Regions from separate parts of the Mus musculus genome. Here regions 1, 2, 4, 5, 6 and 7 are each linked to region 3. Evidence: chromatin contacts called from public HiChIP or PLAC-seq and promoter capture Hi-C data. All regions are on one chromosome and are shown on one strand. Each heading gives the region's core, a stretch centred on a gene start, on an enhancer-like site or on the middle of the called end of the contact. The rest is flanking DNA. Distances are from core to core; before and after follow the strand shown. Region 1 holds the start of Pdgfb (platelet derived growth factor, B polypeptide). Region 2 has its middle 50 kb from the start of Slc25a17. Region 3 holds the start of Tnrc6b (trinucleotide repeat containing 6b). Region 4 overlaps Syngr1 (synaptogyrin 1). Region 5 holds the start of Tab1 (TGF-beta activated kinase 1/MAP3K7 binding protein 1). Region 6 holds the start of Slc25a17 (solute carrier family 25 (mitochondrial carrier, peroxisomal membrane protein), member 17). Region 7 holds the start of Mgat3 (mannoside acetylglucosaminyltransferase 3).

Evidence for each region. Promoter capture Hi-C pulls out the DNA fragments that hold promoters and counts their contacts. HiChIP or PLAC-seq counts read pairs in DNA pulled down with a chosen protein or histone mark.
Region 1: a contact with region 3 is called in an H3K4me3 HiChIP or PLAC-seq map of embryonic forebrain, with 4 times the contacts expected there. The contact joins the promoter of Pdgfb here to the promoter of Tnrc6b in region 3. A contact is called at or near these places in 1 of 39 promoter capture datasets (hippocampal neurons), 1 of 484 Hi-C or Micro-C datasets (cortical neurons) and 3 of 115 datasets of contacts at active chromatin or transcription factors (embryonic forebrain, memory CD8 T cells and pancreatic cancer cells).
Region 2: a promoter capture Hi-C map of the SN4741 cell line shows a contact between it and region 3, with 4 times the contacts expected there. The contact joins the enhancer-like site here to the promoter of Tnrc6b in region 3. A contact is called at or near these places in 1 of 39 promoter capture datasets (the SN4741 cell line), 3 of 484 Hi-C or Micro-C datasets (the Ba/F3 cell line, CD4 T cells and the N1E-115 cell line) and 9 of 115 datasets of contacts at active chromatin or transcription factors (T-cell acute lymphoblastic leukemia, bone marrow-derived macrophages, embryonic stem cells and 5 more).
Region 4: a contact with region 3 is called in an RNA polymerase II HiChIP or PLAC-seq map of embryonic stem cells, with 7 read pairs. The contact joins the enhancer-like site here to the promoter of Tnrc6b in region 3. A contact is called at or near these places in 8 of 39 promoter capture datasets (cranial neural crest, embryonic stem cells, hippocampal neurons and 2 more), 4 of 15 datasets of contacts at CTCF or cohesin (the NIH/3T3 cell line, large pre-B cells, pro-B cells and 1 more), 38 of 484 Hi-C or Micro-C datasets (B cells, CD4 T cells, CD8 T cells and 21 more), 28 of 115 datasets of contacts at active chromatin or transcription factors (the SCID.adh cell line, SST interneurons, T-cell acute lymphoblastic leukemia and 20 more) and 3 of 9 other capture datasets (embryonic stem cells, liver and pancreatic islet).
Region 5: a promoter capture Hi-C map of pre-B cells shows a contact between it and region 3, with 5 times the contacts expected there. The contact joins the promoter of Tab1 here to the promoter of Tnrc6b in region 3. A contact is called at or near these places in 21 of 39 promoter capture datasets (the 3T3-L1 cell line, 3T3-L1-derived adipocytes, the C10 cell line and 13 more), 3 of 484 Hi-C or Micro-C datasets (the 3T3-L1 cell line, embryonic stem cells and myeloid progenitors), 15 of 115 datasets of contacts at active chromatin or transcription factors (the 230-238 cell line, the SCID.adh cell line, T-cell acute lymphoblastic leukemia and 11 more) and 3 of 9 other capture datasets (embryonic stem cells, liver and macrophages).
Region 6: a contact with region 3 is called in a promoter capture Hi-C map of pre-B cells, with 4 times the contacts expected there. The contact joins the promoter of Slc25a17 here to the promoter of Tnrc6b in region 3. A contact is called at or near these places in 8 of 39 promoter capture datasets (the 3T3-L1 cell line, 3T3-L1-derived adipocytes, the C10 cell line and 4 more), 1 of 484 Hi-C or Micro-C datasets (pro-B cells) and 6 of 115 datasets of contacts at active chromatin or transcription factors (T-cell acute lymphoblastic leukemia, astrocytes, large pre-B cells and 3 more).
Region 7: an H3K4me3 HiChIP or PLAC-seq map of forebrain shows a contact between it and region 3, with 6 times the contacts expected there. The contact joins the promoter of Mgat3 here to the promoter of Tnrc6b in region 3. A contact is called at or near these places in 6 of 39 promoter capture datasets (the 3T3-L1 cell line, embryonic stem cells, hippocampal neurons and 2 more), 3 of 15 datasets of contacts at CTCF or cohesin (the NIH/3T3 cell line, large pre-B cells and pro-B cells), 14 of 115 datasets of contacts at active chromatin or transcription factors (T-cell acute lymphoblastic leukemia, astrocytes, craniofacial prominence and 8 more) and 1 of 9 other capture datasets (embryonic stem cells).

The regions. Positions count from the first base shown.
Region 1 is chr15:80,013,586-80,016,544 of GRCm38.p6, reverse strand. Pdgfb (platelet derived growth factor, B polypeptide) reads left to right here and starts at 1,568. Exons shown (of 7, transcript NM_011057.4): 1 at 1,568-2,609. The coding sequence starts at 2,547.
Region 2 is chr15:81,309,811-81,312,510 of GRCm38.p6, reverse strand. No RefSeq gene overlaps it. Among named protein-coding and RNA genes, the nearest start is that of Slc25a17, 50 kb to the left of the region's middle. Within about 2 kb of position 1,285, at least 39 of the 459 cell types and tissues checked have an H3K27ac peak or open chromatin away from gene starts, as enhancers often do. A contact at or near this core is called in the N1E-115 cell line, the SN4741 cell line and pancreatic cancer cells, where this site is marked.
Region 3 is chr15:80,709,876-80,712,621 of GRCm38.p6, reverse strand. It overlaps Tnrc6b (trinucleotide repeat containing 6b), which reads right to left and starts at 1,309. Exons shown (of 25, transcript NM_144812.3): 1 at 1,134-1,309.
Region 4 is chr15:80,103,964-80,106,926 of GRCm38.p6, reverse strand. The region is part of intron 1 of Syngr1 (synaptogyrin 1); the gene reads right to left. Among named protein-coding and RNA genes, the nearest start is that of Gm31134, 14 kb to the right of the region's middle. Within about 2 kb of position 1,281, at least 30 of the 459 cell types and tissues checked have an H3K27ac peak or open chromatin away from gene starts, as enhancers often do. A contact at or near this core is called in bone marrow-derived macrophages, embryonic stem cells and microglia, where this site is marked.
Region 5 is chr15:80,131,829-80,134,528 of GRCm38.p6, reverse strand. Tab1 (TGF-beta activated kinase 1/MAP3K7 binding protein 1) reads right to left here and starts at 1,383. Exons shown (of 11, transcript NM_025609.3): 1 at 1,341-1,383. The coding sequence starts at 1,373. The region is part of intron 1 of Gm31253 (a long non-coding RNA gene); the gene reads left to right.
Region 6 is chr15:81,359,347-81,362,348 of GRCm38.p6, reverse strand. Slc25a17 (solute carrier family 25 (mitochondrial carrier, peroxisomal membrane protein), member 17) reads left to right here and starts at 1,584. Exons shown (of 9, transcript NM_011399.3): 1 at 1,584-1,672. The coding sequence starts at 1,619.
Region 7 is chr15:80,172,358-80,175,057 of GRCm38.p6, reverse strand. Mgat3 (mannoside acetylglucosaminyltransferase 3) reads right to left here and starts at 1,337. Exons shown (of 2, transcript NM_010795.4): 1 at 1,220-1,337.

The sequences.
Region 1 (2,959 bases), core at 319-2,818, 700 kb after region 3:
TAAAACCAAGTTCATGTATATGTGTGTGGTGTGTGTGCATGCCTGCGCGTGTGTTCAGGTGACTGGAAAACCTCCAGTGTCACCCTTAGAAACACTGTCAATGTCTTTTGAGATAGTGTCTCTCATTGGCCTGAAGCTCACAGATTGGTCTAGACTGTCTGGGCGGGCGGCAAGTGCTAGTCTCTACCTTCCCGATGCCTGTTTAGATGAGTTCTGGGACTGGACTCAGCTCCTCTTCTAAGCATTTTACCAAATGGGGGTCTCCCCAGACCCCCAACCCAACCTATGGAGCCCACTGTCACAGAGATGGCAAACATTGCCAGCCCCCTCTCATTTTCCCACGATCCTCTGCAATTCTTCTTCTCCTCCGGTTATGTCTCCGAGTTACAGAAGAGGAAATCAAGGTACCATTGGTGAGCTTAACCTACCTTAGAGGTCACCTGCTCCAGGCTACCTCCCAGCCACTCTGCTAGCTAGTCATTTGGAAAAATGGGGTACCTGGAGCCACGTGTAAAGAGGCCCGAGAGGTTCTTCCTTATCAGTACCACCTCATCCAGGGCCATGAGAGGCAACAGCACCATTCAGTGGATATGGGGATACAGACCAAGTGGAGATGACAGGCAGCAGAAGTGGATGAGGGCAAGGTGCCCTAAAGGCAGGAGGCATTGCAGTGAGCCTGCCGGTCTTGTGGTGGGTGCTGGGCTGGCAAGCGTGCTTGCGTGTGACTGTGTCACTGTGACAGTGTGACTGCTGAAGGCAGGGACACAGCAGTTCCCTGAGCTGGGGGTGGAAGGTGTTAACTGTGAGAGTGCTGGTGTGGGTGGGTAGCCTCTGGGCCTGGAACTGGGTGGGGGGCAGAGAGGGGTAGTAAACACCCTGGTGACTTGAAGGCAGCATCTTGGTGGCAGTCCTTGGGAGGATGGTGCAGGGCTGGGGGTGGGGTGGGTTGAGTGACTTTGCAGTTCAACAGACTCAAATTCAGCTTATGCTGGCATGGCAGCGCATGCTGTGTGCCAGGCGACAAGCAAGGAGAGGCAGACCCAGTTTGTAGCTGAAGGGTTCCCGCTGGCTGTGGGTTTAGAGCTTCAACCTTGGGGCTGGTGTGTGGCTGGATGTTTTCTGATCATTCTGACATTTAATCCACACACTTTGTCCCCCACTTAGAGAATGTAGGGTGAATCACAGAAGGAAAGTGACGTGCCCAAGGTGACCCAGCTATTTAATTAGACTCAATGGAATCTAAGCTGCCAGGTTGCAGATGTCTGGTTCTGGGGTTCAGGGGCCACACTCCTGGCCTTGGTCCTGGCCCTGCAGACAGGCCCCTAAACACTGTGCTAATGGGTGGGGCCGCAGTTCACCTTCAGTTCCTGCCAAGAGGCTAGATTCACAGTCACAGGGGCTGCGTAGTTCTCAGAGACCCCTCAAGCAGCAGTCTTTGCCTGAGGACCTCCCTTGGTTCCTGCCCCCTCCCGGCGCTGACTCCGGGCCAGGAGAGGAAAGGCTGTCTCCACCCACCTCTTGCACTCTCCCTTCTCCTTTATAAAGGCCGGAACAGCTGAAGGGTGGCAACTTCTCCTGCAGCCGGGAGCAGCCTGCCTGCCTCCCCCGCTGCCTCCCTGAGGGCTTCCCTCCGGCCGCCAGCGCCCATCTTTCTCCAGAGAGATATTTTGCGCACACACACATACACACACGCGCAAAAGGGAAAGGAGGAAAAAAAAAAAAAGCCCACCCTCTAGCTTCGTTGCAACGAGAAAGCCGGAGCAGCCGCAGCTCGAAACCCGCAGAGGAAGCCCAGAGTGGCGAGCGAGTGGGTAGATAGACAGACTGACCCGAGCCGCGTCCACCTGTCGGCCCGGACCAGCCCAGCGCGCAGTGGGCGCGCCGCGCTCTCGGAGCAGCCGTGCCCGCCGCTTGGGCCCTGCGCCAGGGCGCACACGCTCCCGCCCCGCCACCCGGCCCGGGCGGGAGTTTGCACCTCTCCCTGCCCGGGTGTTCGGGCCGCCGCTGCAAAGCCAACTTTGGAAAAAGTTTTTTTTTGGAGACTTGGGCTTGGAGGTCCCCAGCTCTGCGCTTTCTGATCTGGGGGTCCGTTCCAGAAAATGTTGCAAAAAAGCTAAGCCAGCAGGCAGAGGAACACGCCTTTAGCGGGCGAGTGAAGACGAACCATCGGCTGCCGTGTTCCTTTTCCTCTCTGAGGTTGGAGTCCCCTGCGCGCCCCCACACGGCTAGACGCCTTGGCTGGTTCGCGACGCAGCCCCCAGACTGTGGATGCTCGCGTGGGCTCGGGATCCGCCCAGGTAGCGGCTTTGGACCCCGGTCCCTTGTCCAGGTCCTCCCCAGCCCCCCAGCGACGGAGCCGGGGCCGGGGGCGGCGGCGCCCGGGGGCCATGCGGGTGAGCCGCGGCGGCGGCTGCAGCGGCCTGATCGCCTGATCGCGGGGGACCCGAGCGGAGCCCACCCTCCTCCCCAGCCCCCAACCCTGGCCGCGGGGGCGGCGCGCTCCGTCTACGCGTCCGGGGCCCCGCGGGGCCGGGCCCGGAGTCGGCATGAATCGCTGCTGGGCGCTCTTCCTTCCTCTCTGCTGCTACCTGCGTCTGGTCAGCGCCGAGGTGAGTTGCGACGGCGGCTAGGGCTGGATCCTTCCCTGGTTGTCCCAGCCCCCACGCCTGGCCGCCCCCTCCTCTCCCTGCAGTGAACTTTGGAGCCTTGCAGCGCGTGAGTCAGGCGCCGGGCACTGGGTGGCCCCAAGGGCTGGGAGGCCAGGTCCGGGGTGCTGGGCTCCTGGGGAGGAGGCAGCGGTGGGTTTCTTTCCAGTGGACCAATCTAGATCCCTAAAGCTTTTAGTGTCCTAGAAGGTGTGTGCTGCCCTGCCCCCTGCCTCAGGAGCTAGAGATCTTAAGCTTCCCGGTTAAGGGGAAAAGGTGAGGTGATATCTAGGGTGTCTAAGGCATCGAGACCT
Region 2 (2,700 bases), core at 36-2,535, 600 kb before region 3:
GTGGTACGAGGGATGCTCTGGAGAAACAGGATTATAAGGATGAATTTCTCCAATGGGCTTTCTGGTCTCTGGAGTTGGATCTTCAATTGCATGAAATCCATGGTTGCTAAAGGCTGCTCGGGTAGCACGGAGAACACGGAAAGTCCATAGTGTGAGCTATTTAAAGAAGTGTGCAAGATAGATGCATCCTATGTGCCTGGCTCGCCTCTTGCGAGAAGCAAGGCATTAGTGACTTTTTTAGAAAACCTTTGAATGTGGGAAAGTCATGAGGCTGCCTGCTTCCTTTTGGTGTCTTTGGATAAACGAAAAAGAGGAAAAAAATGAGTTGAGTTATAAAATTGATGATTCCCCAGGTGTGCATAAACAATCCAAAGGTTCCTAAGTGTGCCCTGGAAGAGAAGCCAGCAGCCATTAGAACTCAACTTGTAGAAAGCCAAACCCAAGCCCTCCTTGCAGTTAGCTGACTTACAGTGCCAATGTGATTCCCAGCCTCTAAGGGTGCCAGCAGTTAAAAAACGAGAGTGCTGGTTATAAAAGAATAGGATCATGTGACTTGGGTTGGTGATGTGTGGAAGGACCATAAGGAGAGAGATTGGTATTGAATCCTCAGATTCTCATGGGCCCAGTCTGCCTGAGGAAATCGTCTTCTGATCCTTAGCAGAGGATGCCCCCCCACCCCCATGCCTGCTGTATTACACAAATGAACTTAGTGAATTTGTTAACTCATTTAGACAGACATCTGGGGAATACTTGTAGGAATGGATTTTAAGGGAAGGAGTGTGGAGGCAAAGGATTGTGGCGCTAGAGAGGCCGAGTGTATCAGTATGAGCCCCGGGGGGGAAGATTCTGGGTTTACTATTGAAGCTAGAACAGTTAAAGGTACCACAAGTTCATTTGATTTGTTGGCTGAGTGTCTGTGGAAAGCTGCCCGGCTAGAAGGAGCCAAAGATGGCTGCTCTTCTTCAGCTTAACGTTGAGGGATTTTTAAGGCTCAGGGAAATTGGAATGCTTGAGTGGATTTGTTGTTTAAGACCTCATCAGAAGACACACCCTTCACCAACGCCGTAAGACAGAAGACGGTGAGGAGCTCGTTTGCAGAGCTCTGTCCTTGCTCTCCGTGTGCCAGGCCCCAGGGTGTGGAGATGCTGCCACTCAGTTGGGTGAATTAAATGCAGTGTGTTTAATTGGGCACTGGAGTAGCAAAAGGGATTGTAGGTACTCTAGTGGGAGCACTGGCAAAGCAATGTCTGTAATAGCCTGACTCACAACGGGCAGGGCAGGCCAAGCATTGTTTATAATGGCCTGACTTGTAATGGGCAGGACAGGGCAAGCATTGTTTATAACGGTCTGGCTCTAATGGGTCACTCAGGTAATGCGATATCCGTAATGGCATGACTCATGCAGACCTTTGCAATTGCTGATCAATCATGGTGTTTCCTATAATGAACTAGACTGAGGCCTACCACTCCAACTGCTGAGGTACCCGGCTGCAAGGGCTGAGCAACTACTGCATTCTCCGTCTCTTAGGCTGATTTAATACCTTTTTTTCAATACATTTCTTTATCCTCTTGGTTCTTTTCTGTTCCTCTAGAGAACATTGACTAATGCACCAGGTAACTAGTTTGTGTCAAGTTGACAACCAAGACTAGCCATCACAGTGACACAAATTTGTGAAGTATTATTCTTTTTTTTTTTAAGTGGAGACAATAATGAGTATGGAATATTTGTCATAAACAAACAGAGAAGAGGAAAAATAGAGAAGCCAAATCCAATAATGTTTTCTTTTATTCAGTATTCAAATTAGGTTTCCCTCCCTGAAATTATCAGTTACTCAGTAACAAGGCTATGTTCAATAGCAAGAGTCACTGGCTGAGCTAGTGACTCACCTGGGCTCTTTAGAAAAGCTAGAGTTGGTGGCTTTATGGAGCCAAATGCCACAGGGCTAAGCAAGCTCCTGCTGGCCGCACATTGATTACCTGGCAGTTGAGTGTTACCGGAATAACCAGATCGATAGAAAGCTCCCTTGTAAGGTATTTACGCATGCGATAAATGTGGGCGGGTTGACGTGCTACGGGCTTAGTGCTGCTATCTAACGAAAAAGGCTTTGTATTAATGCTAATGTCTGTGGGGTGCAGGTACTTCTTCCTACAGGAGCTGCTCAGTGGGTCTAACTGAACAGGAAAGAAGGCTTTCTAGGGTGTAGGTAGGAAAAGAGAAGAAAATGACACTACAGTTACAGAGTGAGTGGCACCTGGTGAGGTGTGGGTCAGAGGGTAAAGGTTATAACTGGTGAGGATGGGTCAGAGGGAAAAGGTTATAACTGGTGAGGAAGGGTCAGGGGGTAAAGGTTATAACTGGTGAGGATGGGTCAGGGGGTAAAGGTTATAACTGGTGAGGATGGGTCAGAGGGTAAAGGTTATAACTGGTGAGGATGGGTCAGGAGGTAAAGGTTATAACTGGTGAGGATGGGTCAGAGGGTAAAGGTTATAACTGGTGAGGATGGGTCAGAGGGAAAAGGTTATAACTGGTGAGGATGGGTCAGAGGGTAAAGGTTATAACTGGTGAGGATGGGTCAGAGGGTAAAGGTTATAACTGGTGAGGATGGGTCAGAGGGTAAAGGTTATAACTGGTGAGGATGGGTCAGAGGGTAAAGGTTATAACTGGTGAGGATGGGTCAGAGGGTAAAGGTTATAACTGGTG
Region 3 (2,746 bases), core at 60-2,559:
AGTGTCTCCATGCTCTGCTCTTTAAGGAGCGTTCAAAACCCACGGCGAACACATAGTTTTAAAGTCAAGAACTGAAATCTCCCACAAGCGAAGAGAAACATTTCACAAAAGGCTAGGATGTGTGATTTTTGTACAGCTTACTGCTATGTTTAACTGTGAAGGAGGTACAAATGATGTTTTTATTCACGGAGTCTTGGTTGGTACTCTTTATTCAGAATCCAAGCAGCCCAAAGACACAGGAGAAAGCTTGAAGCTCAAAGTCTCAGACGGGTGACCTGCGTCCAAGACTAAGGATGGATGAGACGGCTGCTGTTCTTGGGTGTCGTGATAGCCACTGTAGTGAATTTCACTGGACCAGATATTTATTTAGCCATCATGGACTAACAAATCCGTTAGTTTGGAATTAAAGGGCACCTTACCAGCATTAGGTAGCAAACCCTTCCCAAGGCTCTTTCCAAATCTGTCATCCCTCCGCCCCTCGCCCCTCGTCTGTTTCCTCATCCAAAGTGAGCATCGCCTCGCCACAGCACCCCACCCCCGACCGCACGCAGCTCTCGCGGGATGCCCGTGGAACCTCGCTATCGGGGTCCAGCACATAAGCCTGCACGCCCGCCGCGCGGGGACACCGGATGCTCGCGCCCCACCGCCTGGCATTTGCAGCTCAGAGGGCCCTAGGCGACACGAAGCGCTCGGACAGCCACCGGCCCACCCGGAAGCCCTTTCCTCCGCTCACACCTGCAGGCGCGTGACGCCGGTCTGTCCCGGCCCCAATACTTGGGGACACCAAGGCCCTCGCGACCGACGTGACCGCGCGTCCCTCACACACCCCTCCCCCGCCTCACGTCTGCACATTGCGATCCCACAGCGCGCCCCGGGCAAGCGCCCCGGCCCGCCGCGGCCCACTCGGGTCGCGCGCGCTCTCTCCACCCGCCCCCCCCAACCCGCCCCTCCCGCCCGGCTCGCTCCCGTCGCGCGCGCGCGCGCGCGAGGACACGCACACGCTGCACCTCAGCGGGCCGTGCCGCGCGCCCCCGAGGGCGTCCTCAGTCGCCCACCCTGGGTCGCCCCGCTCCGCTCCGCCTGGCGGCTCCCGAGAAAGGAGCAGGCCCGCGCGGCCCACGATCCTCACTCACCGCTGAGCCGCGCCGGCTCCGAGTGCGCGGCGTTCCGCTGTGGAGCCCAGCGGTGACCGCGGTCTCCGCTCCTCCGCAAGCTGTGGAGGCGTCGTCGCGGGGAGGCTGAGAGGCGAGGGGGGTCACGGTCGCTCGCTTCACCTTGCCGAAGCTCGGGGACCCCAGAAACTAAAAACAAAATAAACAAACTTTCCCCTCCGCCTCCCTCCCCCAAAACCACAACACAAACACTCTGGCGCCCGCCCACAGCCCCACTCCATTGGCCGCAGGCAGGATGCCTCTAGCTTTCACTGGTTAGCTTTCGTGCCCGTCAAGCCGCTGGTCCTCCTCCCTTAAGTCCTCGCCGCTGCCGTCTCCCCTCATTGGCTAAGTGCTTCCCGTTTGCCGAGCTGGGATTGGCTGAGCGGCCTGCGCCAATCATGAGGGGACACACCCCCTCAGCATCCCAGAGGCCGCTTCCTCGGTCGCGGACCCAGAGAGACGAAGGGGAAACTAGAGCATGATGGCGGCCGAGATCACCTAGCGCAGTCATCTCTTCCCCCTTTTTTAGCTCACTAATGCCTCTCTCAGGGGCTGTTTCCCCCAAGCTCCTTTCACCATTCGAGACTGCACTAATAACGGAATCTATACGTGCAGGCTCCTTGATTTATCCCCTCCGAATTGCTGAGTGTGGGTTGGTTGTGCGTCATTGGACTGTCAGGGTGTCGCTCCCAAGTCACATCCTTAAGCTATTGGTGGATCAGCCAGAAAGCGGCCAACAACAAGGGCCCATGCCATTGGTTTGATTCCACTGTTTCCCCCACCCCCCTACCCCGGCCTCTTATTGGGCACTTCCGTGTTGTCCGTCAGATCCGGATTCTCCACACTACGTTTTGGCTGAGGAGCGGGGCATCTTTAGTCATTGAAAGTTGACAGTGATAACTACTATCATTTATTGTATTTTATTCCAAATACGGTCCCCAATTCTTTACAGAAACTATTCTGATTAAACAGTAATTTTACAGGAAGCAAAGCCAAAAGAGGTTAAGAGACTTATCCAAGGTCACCCATTTAGAAAGAAGTTTTGGGACATAAGGTGGTTTCTAGGCCTGTCTGACTCGTTTCTATACATGCCTTAGTATCTCTGAATAGTATCCGTCCGTCAACCCAGTATCTTAAAACTGTTTCCTTCAGAACCTAAATTACTCAGTTTCTGGCAATTAGAAACCTTGTCATTAACATTATTGGAGACTAACTTTAGAAAGATTGTCATCATATCCTCCTAGGCACCATTCTTCCCTGTTCTAAGTTAAACAGTATATTTTTCCTGACAAGAAGCACGTATAAAATCTATATTCTGTTTCTTTGTCTTTGTAAATGGTCATTTTTTTACCATACTTATGTGCCCAAGCAACACTCATACACACCTCTGACCATCTTTAGCTTGTTCCTTTGAAAGAATAAAGAATTCGAAATTAGGAGAAATTAAGTCTAGAGTGAGATAAAGAATCCATCCCTTTAGAAATAATTGATTGCATGCAAATGGAACAGTCCTCTGCCTCCAGGAAAGCTTCCAGAGCCGCTGATGTCGAGCAAGCCATGTGTGTTCTCCTGGCTTCTGGCCACAGGATTCT
Region 4 (2,963 bases), core at 32-2,531, 610 kb after region 3:
AGAGACTGAAAAAGGCTTATGTGGCCTGAGGTGAGCTGGAAGCGGAAGCTGGGACAATTGCTGTTGCCCATTCCCACTCGCTGTTGCTTTGCATCTGTGTGTGTACGAATGTGTGCATGTGCACCTGTGTGTGTGCACACATGTATGTGTACCCATGTATGTGTGTGTGCACACATGTATGTATGTATAGGCCAGAAATCAATGTCAGGTCTTCCTCTGGTCCTCTCTGCCTTACTCTTAGAGAGAGGACCTCTCACTAAACTTGGAGCTCAGAGGTTCAGTTAGACTGTCTGGCTGGTGAGCTCCAGAGATCCTCCTGCCTCCCTCCACACTATTGCTACAAACTCAAGCCACCGTGCCCAACTCTCAGGTGAATAGTGGGGACTGAACTCAGGTCCTCATGCCTGCAGAGCAAAAACCTACCAACTGAGACGTCTCCTCAGCAACAACTTTCCACTTATTTAAAACTGTATTTTAGCCGGGCGTGGTGGCGCACGCCTTTAATCCCAGCACTCGGGAGGCAGAGACAGATGGATTTCTGAGTTCTAGGCTAGACTGGTCTACAAAGTGAGTTCCAGGACAGCCAGGGAGAGAAACCTTGTCTCGAAAAACCACACACACACAAAAAAAACCCAACAATAACTGTATTTTATGTGCAGTGATAATCTGTCTGTGCACCACAGTGTGCAGAACCCATAGAGGCCAGAAGAGGGCGTCAGATCGCCCTGTGAGTCACCATGTGGGTGCTGAGAGTGGAAGCTTTGCCCTCTGAAAGAGCATTTAGTGCTTTTAACTGATGCCCCCCCCCCTCCTTGTATCTTTCTATAAAGAACTGTCACTTCAGTATCAGCCTGGCATGCTCACAGCTGACACCCAGAGGATTAAAGAAACCGAGATACAGACAATGAGGGAAATCCAAGAACCATTCACACTGTTTTCTTGTCTTCTTATGTGTCACATGACAGTGGTCCGATTTAGCTATGGCCTCATGACTGCCTCGTGACATCCCCGAGGCCTCAGGGCCTGTGATGTTTGAATTTCTATTAAGTGCCTGCACTTTACACGATGCTGAAAGGTGCAGAGCGAAGCAACAGAAGGAAGACAGGCACAGGCACTTGGGGGAATTATGCAAGCTTTTCCTGAGGAAAAATGAGAGCGAGCTTGAGGCCACAGGTTCCGGACACTGAAGGAAGATTAAGCAAAGCCCACAGCCCTTTACAAGGTGGATCCTGACCCAGCCATTAAGGGAAGAACTGAAATATGCAATGAAACTAGACACAAGGGCTGGGGTGTGGGAACGGGGGAGGGGCAAGGGAGGGCAGAGGCAGAGATGTGCTAAGCACACAAGACATTCTGAGTTCCTGAGTCTTATCTCTGGTGCCCAACCTAGACACAAGGTCACATATTTTGTGTTTTGTTTTGTTTTTCTTTCTCCTTTCCTCCTTTCCTTCTGACAGGTCTCACTCACTATGTAGAAGCAGACTGGCCTTGAACTTTGAGACCCACTTGTCTCTGCCTCGAGTGCCGATTAAAGGCTTGTGCCACCATGCCACATACTTGATGTGATTTCTTCTACCGGCTGCTTTTACCACAGGCAAAACAGCGGCAGAGCAGAGCAGAAAGCAGGGGATGAGGGGGGTCGCCTGATGGGCAGAGAAGGAGATCTTTGGAAATGTGAGGCCAGCCCAGTCTAGACAGCAAGCTCCAAAATACTTAGGCCTACATAGTGAGATCCTATCTTGATTTAGGAAGAAAGGAGGGAAGGGCGAGAGGGAGGGAGGGAGGGAGAGAGGGAGGAAGGAAGGAAGGGGCTAGGTTTTTGGTGAGCCACAGGATACCACAGACCTGTCCATACAGGATATTCGGGCTCACTGGCTCTACATCTGGCTCATGAAACCCAGCAGGTGATTTAGAATGGCTCACTGACAGAAAAGGCAAACTGAGACTCACAAGGTAACCAGCCTCCAGTGGAGGGCCTGAAGTAAGGGACCAGGGGACCAGGTGGTGAGAGAGAGAGAGAGAGAGAGGCCAGCAGGTAGCCTTGCTGTACCTTGTAACATCAATATGATGGCTAAGCAACACTGAGTTCAGGCTGGTGCTCAGGGGAACAGGAGGGGAGTGGCCTATGATAGGGTTTCAAAGACTATGTCAGGGGCTCCAGGGCTACCCACACCCCAGGCAGGCAGGGCAGGCGCTGAGGGGCAGCAGCCTAGACCAAGTGCTACCTGGTCTCTGCACACTGCCATCTGCGTCTGGCAGCTACAAAGACCCAAGGCGTCTAGCAGCAAATGGCCAGGTCCTGTACGTCACCTGATGCCACCAAATCAGCAGAATGGAAGCCTTTTGACTAGATAGATTTCAGAAAAACCTGCTATGGGCTGGAGAGATGGCTCAGTGGTTAAGAGCACTGACTGCTCTTCCAAAGGTCCTGAGTTCAAATCCCAGCAACCACATGGTGGCTCACAACCATCCTTAATGAGATCTGACGCCCTCTTCTGGGGTGTCTGAAGACAGCTACAGTGTACTTACATATAATAATAAATAAATCTTAAAAAAAAAAAAAAGGAAAAGCCTGCTACAGTCAAATCTGAGGTTTGTTGTGTACTGGACAATGAACGTTCTAGAAAAAGTATCTTCTGGTGAGATGGCTCGGGGGATAAAAGCGCTTGCAGCACAAGCTTGGCGACCTGAGTTCGACTCTCAGGACCCACATAAACATCGAAGGAGAGAAACAGCTCCGCAAAATTGTCTTTGACTTCCACCTGTGCACGGTGGCACACTCGTGCGCATGCTCGCACACACACACAGGGGATGTAGTTCATTGGTAGGTCAGGTGCTAACCATCCTGGTACCTCAAAACAAAACAATACCAGCTTCTCCACATGAGGTTTGCGCCCCAGAGCAGGGCATGCCTCACAGGAATAAGAGAAAGTTCCTTTCAGATAGCTTCCCTTCCCTGGAGG
Region 5 (2,700 bases), core at 134-2,633, 580 kb after region 3:
CTCCCCCTTTTTAAAGTCCGCCAGCATACACAGAGAACACATTCTCTGTGTGCTGGGAAAAGCCTACACTCTGCCCTAACTGGTGTTCTTTGGGTCCCATCACAAGGAAGAGACAGAAGATACTTGACCCAGTCGACCTTTCTCTTGTTAGCAAGCCAACTCAGTCGGCATCAGTCACTATTTTTTTCCCAGCCCCTCTTTCTCTCAAGGTCACAATCATATCAGTGTTCCCCAGACGCTTTCTACAATGGGGACATTTATACAAGGGCCTTGCCCTCTGGGACCTTACAAAACAGAGAGCCAGACCTCTTTACTCCCAGGGTTTTACAAAAGGCCCGAGCAGGCACACAATAGTGAAGGGAAAGCCATCTCTCTCTTCCCCCACGTCTCCCTCTGGCTTCAGATCCTCTAGGCCAGGCAAGCTACTTCCCCCCACCCTTGAAAAGCCAAGACCTAGTTCCTGACCAATTTCCTCATTCTGTGACAGACACTGACCAAGCACCTAGCATGCAAGGGTGGTAGGGTGGTGAAGTCAACATGCTAAGAGGCGCTGGTCTTCAAGGAAGCAGACATCCAGAGGCAACTCCTACAGAGTGCCACGGTAAGGAAGGCCAAGGGATCCCCGCCCTGTCCTGGCAGATCCAAACAGTACTCTGAGCTAACATACATACATGTGTAACTGCACATATGTGAGAAAGATGCAGGGACGGGTAGACTACATCAAACCGTGGAGGTCCAGATGACCAGGTCGGGGTGCCTGGAGCCAACCTTCAACGGGACCCGGTGAACTGGGAGGCAGAAGTAAAACCCTACGCCCTCACTTGAGGAGCCTAAACCTTAGGGGTGTTTCTGGAACCAGACTATTTTAATCCTGCCTCTGCCTCTGCCGCTCACCAGCTGCCTGACCTCGGTTTCCTCGTCTGTAAAAACTTTTAGTCGCTAACTATTCTCCGGTGCTGCTGGCGAAGCTTATAAACGCGAGGCGGTCCACACAATGCCAGAGATACAGCACGCCTTACACAAGCGGGGGGCTATTTATTATTAGTCGTGTCCACGCTCCGGATGGCCCGCTCGGCGGCGCCACGTCCCCTTCCGGCTCGAGGACGCTCCCACTCCGCAGGACCCCGGCGCCCTTGACCCCCTAGAGGCCCCAGCCTGCGACGCGCACGCGCAGAACAGGCGCGGCGCCAGCCGGCTGTGGGTCTCGCGCGCTGCAAGCCCCCAAAGGCCTCTGGGGCGAGAGGGCCATGCTCTGCCATCTAAAGACAACAGTTCCTGCACCCGAGGACACACCCGAGCTCCCAACCCTCCCAGCCCGGAGAGCGGGTCGGTTTCCTCACACTCTGGAGCAGGCTCCTCCTCTGCGCCGCCATCTTGGAGGACCCCGCGGCGCGCCAGGCTCTCGGAGTGGCGGGATGAGGGGCTAGAGCGGCTCGGGCTGCCGCGGAGCTTATCCACAGCGCCCCCGGCGGAGCGGAGGAGGCGCAGCAGAGGCGCCTTGAGCAAGCGCGGCTCTTGCCCCCACCCCACCCCCAACCCCATCAGCCTACTTTCTTCGACTTTCTTGTTTCCTGGGGTCTTTATGGGTGTGCTTTCTCCCGGATTTTTTTTTCACCCCGATGGAGATCCTGAGATCCTATTTAAAGCGGCTTAGCGAGGAGGGAGCAAGAGAGAACGAATGATTCAGTTTACAAGAGTAGTGGGTGACTGACTGCCTGATCTTATAATGGAGGCCACCCCAATGCCAAACTAGCTGAAGTTAGATTTGGAGAAGACTGCAATTCCGAGTAGTTGTAAATTCTCAGAAGTTAAATTTATGGACGGTAACATGGGAGTGTAGTGTTAGCTGGCAATGTAATTGCAGGCCACTTGGCGTGACTGGCCAGTGCCCAAAGGAAGAGTCTGTTTGTTCTAGAAGCACGGTGCGGAAGCTCGATTTGGAGAGTCACAACTGTAATCCCAGAGTTTAGGAGACTGAGGCAGGGGGATTATAAATTTGAGTCCTGTAATCCCATCCCTTAAGAAGAGACAGGAGGAGCCGAGCGTGGTGACACACGCCTTTAATCCCAGCACTTGGGAGGCAGAGGCAGGCGGATTTCTGGTCTACAGAGTGAGTTCCAGGACAGCCAGGGCTATACAGAGAAACCCTGTCTTGAAAAAAAAAAACAAAAACAACAACAAGAAGAGACAGGAGGACCAGAAGTTTGATACCAGCATGGACTACTATATGACACCCTGTTTCATTAAATGAATAAATAATCCAGTATCAATTTTTTTAAAAGATTTGTGTATTTATGTATGAGTACACTATAACTGTCTTCACACACCAGATCCCATAGGTCCCATTAGAAACGGTTGTGAGGCACCATGTGGCTGTTGGGATTTGAACTCGGGACTTCTGGAAGAGCAGTCAGTGCTCTTAGCCGATGAGCCATCTCTCCAGCCCCCCAGTATCAAGCATTTTATTAAAGCAACAGGAAATGGCCTAAGACAGTGCTGATGGGCCAGTGTGGTGGCACATGCCTTTAATCCCAGCACTTAGGAGTCAGAGGCAGGCGAATTTCTGAGTTCGGGGCTAGCCTGGTCTACAGAGTGAATTCCAGGACAGCCAGGGCAACACAGAGAAACCCTGTCTCGAGAAAACAACAACAATAAAAAGACAGTGCTGATGGGAAGAAGTGTGTCAAAGATCCCTGCAGA
Region 6 (3,002 bases), core at 335-2,834, 650 kb before region 3:
AAGTTTGAACAGTTCTGTGAAACGTGTGTACTGACTGGTTTTGTGTTCAACTTGACACAGCTGGAGTTATCACAGAGAAAGGAGCCTCCCTTGAGGAAATGCCCCCATGAGGTCCAGCTGTAAGGCATTTTCTCAATTAGTGATCAAGGGTGGGAGGGCCCCTTGTGGGTGGTGCCATCTCTGGGCTGGTAGTCCTGGGTTCTATAAGAAAGCAAGCTGAGCAAGCCAGTAAGAAACATCCCTCCATGACCTCTGCATCAGCTCCTGCTTCCTGACCTGCTTGAGTTCCAGTCCTGACTTCCTTTGGTGGTGAACAGCAATGTGGAAATGTAAACTGAATAAAACCCTTTTCTCCCCAACTTGCTTCTTGGTCATGATGTTTTGTGCAGGAATAGAAACCTTAAGACTATCACAGTGGAAGGGTAAAATACTGACTTTGCTTTTAGATTTACCTTTATGTGCATGAGTGCATTTATGTAAGCAGTCCTGGATTCTTTCAGAGGACAGAAAGCTGTGGCGTCTGTCCCGAGGGACATAGAGGGTTGTGTGATAGCAACTGAAGAGCAAGCGTTCTTAGCTGCTGAGCTATATCTATACAGCCCCAAATTGTCAGTTTAAACAAACTATGCTAGAGGTTTAACTACCGGGCCTCAGAGCCTTGATTCTATATCTCGCAGCGGGTGTTGGGATGGCTGAATGGAGAAACGAAGGTTGGAGATATTGACCCACCCCCTTATCTATGGCTATCAGCTTATCCTGGAGGGTTGCTTTTGTTTTGACGCTGTTTCTATAGTTCTGGCTAGCCAACTCCACTTCTCAGCATCCATGGTACTGGGATTACAGGCTACGTTTTAGGGTTTAGGTCTGTTTTGGCTTTTGTTTTGAGACGAGTCTCAGCCCAGGTTAATCTCAAATTCTCTCTGTAGCTGAGGGTGACTCTGTACTAAATTCTTTTAACAAAATTATTTAGTCGTGTGTGTGTGTGTGTGTGTGTGTGTGTATGTCTTAGTGTGCGCGGAAACCCGAGAAGGTCAGACCCCCTGGAACTATACTTGCTTGGGATACTGGGACCTAAACGAGGATCCTCTGCAAAAGCAGTACTTGTTCTTAACTGAGCCAACTCTTCAGTCCCCAGATCCTCTTTCCACTTCCTGAGTACTGTGTTTACTGGTGTTTATGGTTTGCTGGTAGTCATGCTAAGCAAGCACTAACAACTGAGCCTGCCAACATATATTTTGCAAGGAACTGGGGTGCAGGAGTCATTAAGGACTTTTATGTCCTCCCGTTTTATGGGCTTGACTAACCAATTTAGTGTGCAAGCACACTGACAGACTGAGGGGCTAGGAACCTTTGCAGGGGGTGCTCAGAACACAGATCCTTCCATAGCCACTGAGCATTGCTCCGCCCCTTGACCGATCCGGACCAATCGATGTTCAGGGGCGTTCCTGGGCATTTCACACTCGCCTCCCCGGCTGTTCTCCCCAGCGAACCAGGGCAGTCTGTGACCCGGAAGCAGTCGTTCTGGTGGAGGCGGGGGAGACTTCTGAGAGGTGGGGCTTGAGACGGTCCTTTCACGAACCCGCACACTCTGAGGCGCCTGAGTGAAAAGTGTGGCACCATGGCCTCTGTGCTGTCCTACGAAAGTCTGGTACACGCCGTGGCCGGAGCCGTGGTGAGGAGGGGTTTGGGGCTTCGAAGTAAATCTCGGGATGGGTCGGGGAGAAGGGCACGGGGGAGATGTGGGGACCGAATCTGTCACAACTGGAACGAAAAGGACGGGCATAAATGGAAAGTTGCTGCTACAAGAGGGAGGGCGAGGCCAGGAGCCACCCTCTGCCGCAGTCCCCTCTGGACTTTCCCAGAGACTGTCTGGACTATCAGTCACAAAGGTCCAGAGGGAATAGGGAAGAAGATAATTGCTATTTTCTTTGCCTTCTGAAGTTTAAAAGTTTAAGGCCAACCCTTCCCTTACCCAACTCTCACTGCACACAAACTTCGTCCAAATTGGTCCTGCGGAAAAACTAAGTGTGAAGATGGGGTGCTTGCTGTAAGTCTACTGCCAGCCTGGTGTCACACCTTATCCCAGGCAAGTGGCAATAGCTAATGGAACATTCCTAGTCAGCCTTATTGCCAGGAAAAGATAGGGTGTTTGTTTGTTTATTTTTTAAGTCAAGATCGGTGGTGTTATGTACTACCTGTATAGTTACTGTGAGTTAAGTGCTTTGTTCTTCGATTTAGAGGTATCTAAGTTCCTTCCATTTGACACTTCCCTTTTCCCTGAAACTTCACATTCTTGGCACAGGTAACATTCCTCCTCTGGTTCTTTTCCTCAGACTGTTTCCCATGTTCTTCCCTAACTCCCAGCATGTACCTTTAGCCATGTAGAGTCACCGTGGACCATTCCTATCCATTCAGACAGCTTATGTTCCGGTGAAGAGTAATCTGAGTTTTTTAATTCCAATTCTATCATATGTTTACCAGGTAATCTCAAATCTCACGTTTGTAATCTATGAAGAGGGAAGAAAATATTACACTTTTCTTCTAGACCTTGAGAAGTAGGTGAGGGAATATTACATGGTGTCTTATTCAAAAGAGTCGCGTTCCTTTAAATCAACCAGAAGTGCCTTTTGCTCGTTATGAAAGAACTGGGGTGGAAGTTTGTTGTGACATGTTTTCAGTTGGTCATAGGGACCTGTTTGACTGAAGTGGAAATGCAAATGGGGGGCCAAATGATTCATGACTTTGTGTAGGAAAGGGTCAGTGGTTGCACTTACTGATTGACATTTCAAACCCGATCCTCTCTGCTGCCCTGTGGAGAGTAGAATACGGAAGGCACATCTCTCTCAGGCAAGAGATGGCTGTGACCTATTGGTGGAAGGGGTAAGAGAGCATTTGCCTGGAATGGATTTATAAGAACCACCAGGATTTAATGATAGCTTGGGTGTAGCTTAGGGTTGCTTGTGTCTGACAAATTTTTGACTCAAGGAACATGAATGGTCTTC
Region 7 (2,700 bases), core at 88-2,587, 540 kb after region 3:
CCACACATGGATACCCACTCTTCAGCTCATTTCTCCTCGTGGTTCAGTGTCCCACCATGCTACACACCATCTCTCAACACACCAGAGAGCACATCTCTCGGTCCTTTCTCTTACTATTTCTTCAGCCCTGGGAACTTTTCCGTCTTCCAGTAGGTTCTTCCTCCCTAGAGCAAAGAGCCCCTCTTTCTAACTTTCCCAGAAACCCTGCCTATCTCCTTAGCGTTGGGCAGCACTAATAATCCTGGAGTTGCCAGCTCCCAGAAGGAGAGAGCCTTGTCTTGCTCTCCCTGTCATCCTCACGGTTGGCTCATTGCCTGGACCTTTAATAACTGTGTCCCTCCAGGTCAATCCCCCATGAAGGCATTTCTGCACCCGTGTCCCAGAGATGATGGAGGACCACAGAAAAATCCCAGTAGGGAAAATGTTCCTGCCTACATCCCCCTTCTGAGTTCCGCAGGCGAGGGAACATCATCAGACCTCAGGCCATCGGAGATGACTGGGGCGCAGCAGTCAGAGATGCTGCGCCCCAGCTCAGGCACCCCCGCCACTAGCACAACCAAGCAAGCTCCCCTCCCCACCCCAGCCCGGTTCTAGAACTATTTGTAGATATTTATAGCGCCCTCCCCCAGCCAGGAGCCCTCCTCCGCCCTGGGCAGTGCAGTGCAAAGAGAGGGAGACCCCTCCCCAGTAGAAGGTGGGGGCCTCTCATGCTAAGCTTTTCCCTGCTCCCCACTAAGGCAGCTGTAGTTACAGCTCCAGCCACAGCCCCCACACTCGCCCAGCACCCCAACCGCGCCTGGGCCTCGGCCAGCAGCCGCAGCAGCCCGGGATCGGGGGTGGGGAAGGCAAGAGCTGAGGCCTCGCGCCCCCAGCCCCGAGCTGCGCCGGAGGTGGAAGGGAGCGCAGCGCACAAAGCATGGCTGGAGCTCCGCGCCTCGGGACGCCCCCACCCCACCCCGGTCCAGCCAAGGGAGGGGGTCGCCGCGCCAGGCTCTGCCCCGCGGCCACGGAGAGCTGCGGAGAGCAGGCGGGTGGGGGCAGGGGGCGCCGGTTAAGCAGTCCCCCACATCTCGCCCCTACTCGGCCCCATGCCCCCGCCCCCGGGGCTGCGGGACCACCACGGGGGGAGACGGGAGTGGGGAGGACGCGGAGGCGAGGCCTGGGGTGCGGGGAAGATGCAGGGCTGCGGCGCGGGTCCCCGGCTCCAGGGTCAACTCACCCATCGTCCGCTGGGTCTCAGCAGCGGCGGTAGAAGCAGCGGCGGCGGCGGCTCCGGGGCCCCCGGGGTCCCCGGCGGGGAGATGCTGGCGTCCGCCGCAGCCTCTCCTCGCCCCATCCCGGGCTCCGGCGGCGGCGGCTGCGGCGGGCGCCCGGCATCGCAGGCAGCGCGGCCCGGGCCCGGCCCGATCCCCGCCCCCCACCCCACCTCCACCCCGTCCCGCGGGCCCGGCGCGGCCGCTTGACTGCACCCCGGGGCGGTAGCGGGGGCGCGGCGGCGAGGCCGAGCGCTGCGCTGGAGGTGCCCGCTCCCGCCGGCCCCCGCCCCGCCCCCGCGCGGCCGCGTCCCCTCCCCCGCCAGCCGGGCTTTGCGCGCTCCGGGCCAGGGGCGCCTGGACCGCGAGCTCCCGCCACCGCCCCGCGCCTCTTTCGTGTGTATGTGTGTGTTTCTGTGTGTGTGTGTGTGCGCAGCAATCGGACGCGCGAGTGTGCGCGTGCCCTGCCTGTGACCGTGCGTGCGCCGGCCCACTGCCCGGGCGTCCTGTGCGGGTGTGTGTGCTGTGTGAGGCGGAGCTGGCCAAAGTGCTTGTCGGGCTCTGCGTGTGAGTGGATCTGTGTGTCTGTGTTCTGCAGCGTGTGATAGATTGGCCCTTATGTGCATGGGGTGTGTAGATAGATCCGTACTGTGGCGTGATTGTGGGCATACTGTGGCTGGGGGCACAGGCCTCCTGTGTGGTGGTGTGACAAAGTCCTGACCGGTGTGTACATCACTGTAGCCCTATGCAGAGGCCTGGTACAGGAAAGCGTCTAAAACACTGGGTACTGGGTCGACACAGTGTCCGTGCTAGTTTGTGTCTTGCTCGGATGTGTTGGCCTCTGTACATCCTTCTGCCTCCACCCTCTTCATCAATGCACAAAGCCACCCATGAGGCGCAGAGGGTGACAGAATGTGCTGGATCTGGGATTCAACCCCAGACTTGGAGGTTTCTCCATTCTTCTTCCCCACCCCCCACCCCCAGGATGCTGCTTATAATGGGCATCTCTAGCACTCAGGTCACCTATGATAGATTTATTTATTTTGTTTTTTCAAGACAGGGATTCTCTTGTGTAGCCCTGGCTGTCCTGGAACTCAACTCTGTAGACCAGGCTGGCCTTGAACTCACAGAGATCTGCCTGCCTCTGCCTCCTGAGTGCTGGGATTAAAGGCGTGCACCACCAACACCCGGCTCTAAATGATCTAAATATCCCCAGAGCCCTGCTGGATTGCAGTCAGAAGCACCTGACATGGGTGCTGGGACTTGATCTCAGATTCTCTGGAAGGGTGCTCTTAACCACTGAGCCATTTCTCCAGCCCTGACACTTTTTCTTGATTTGAGGCATTCTGTTGTGACCTAAAAACCAGTACACCACCTCTATAACTTGTCTCCCTCTCAAGGTTATCAATTTGTCTGAATGTATTTACTTATTGTGGCGCTGGGAATG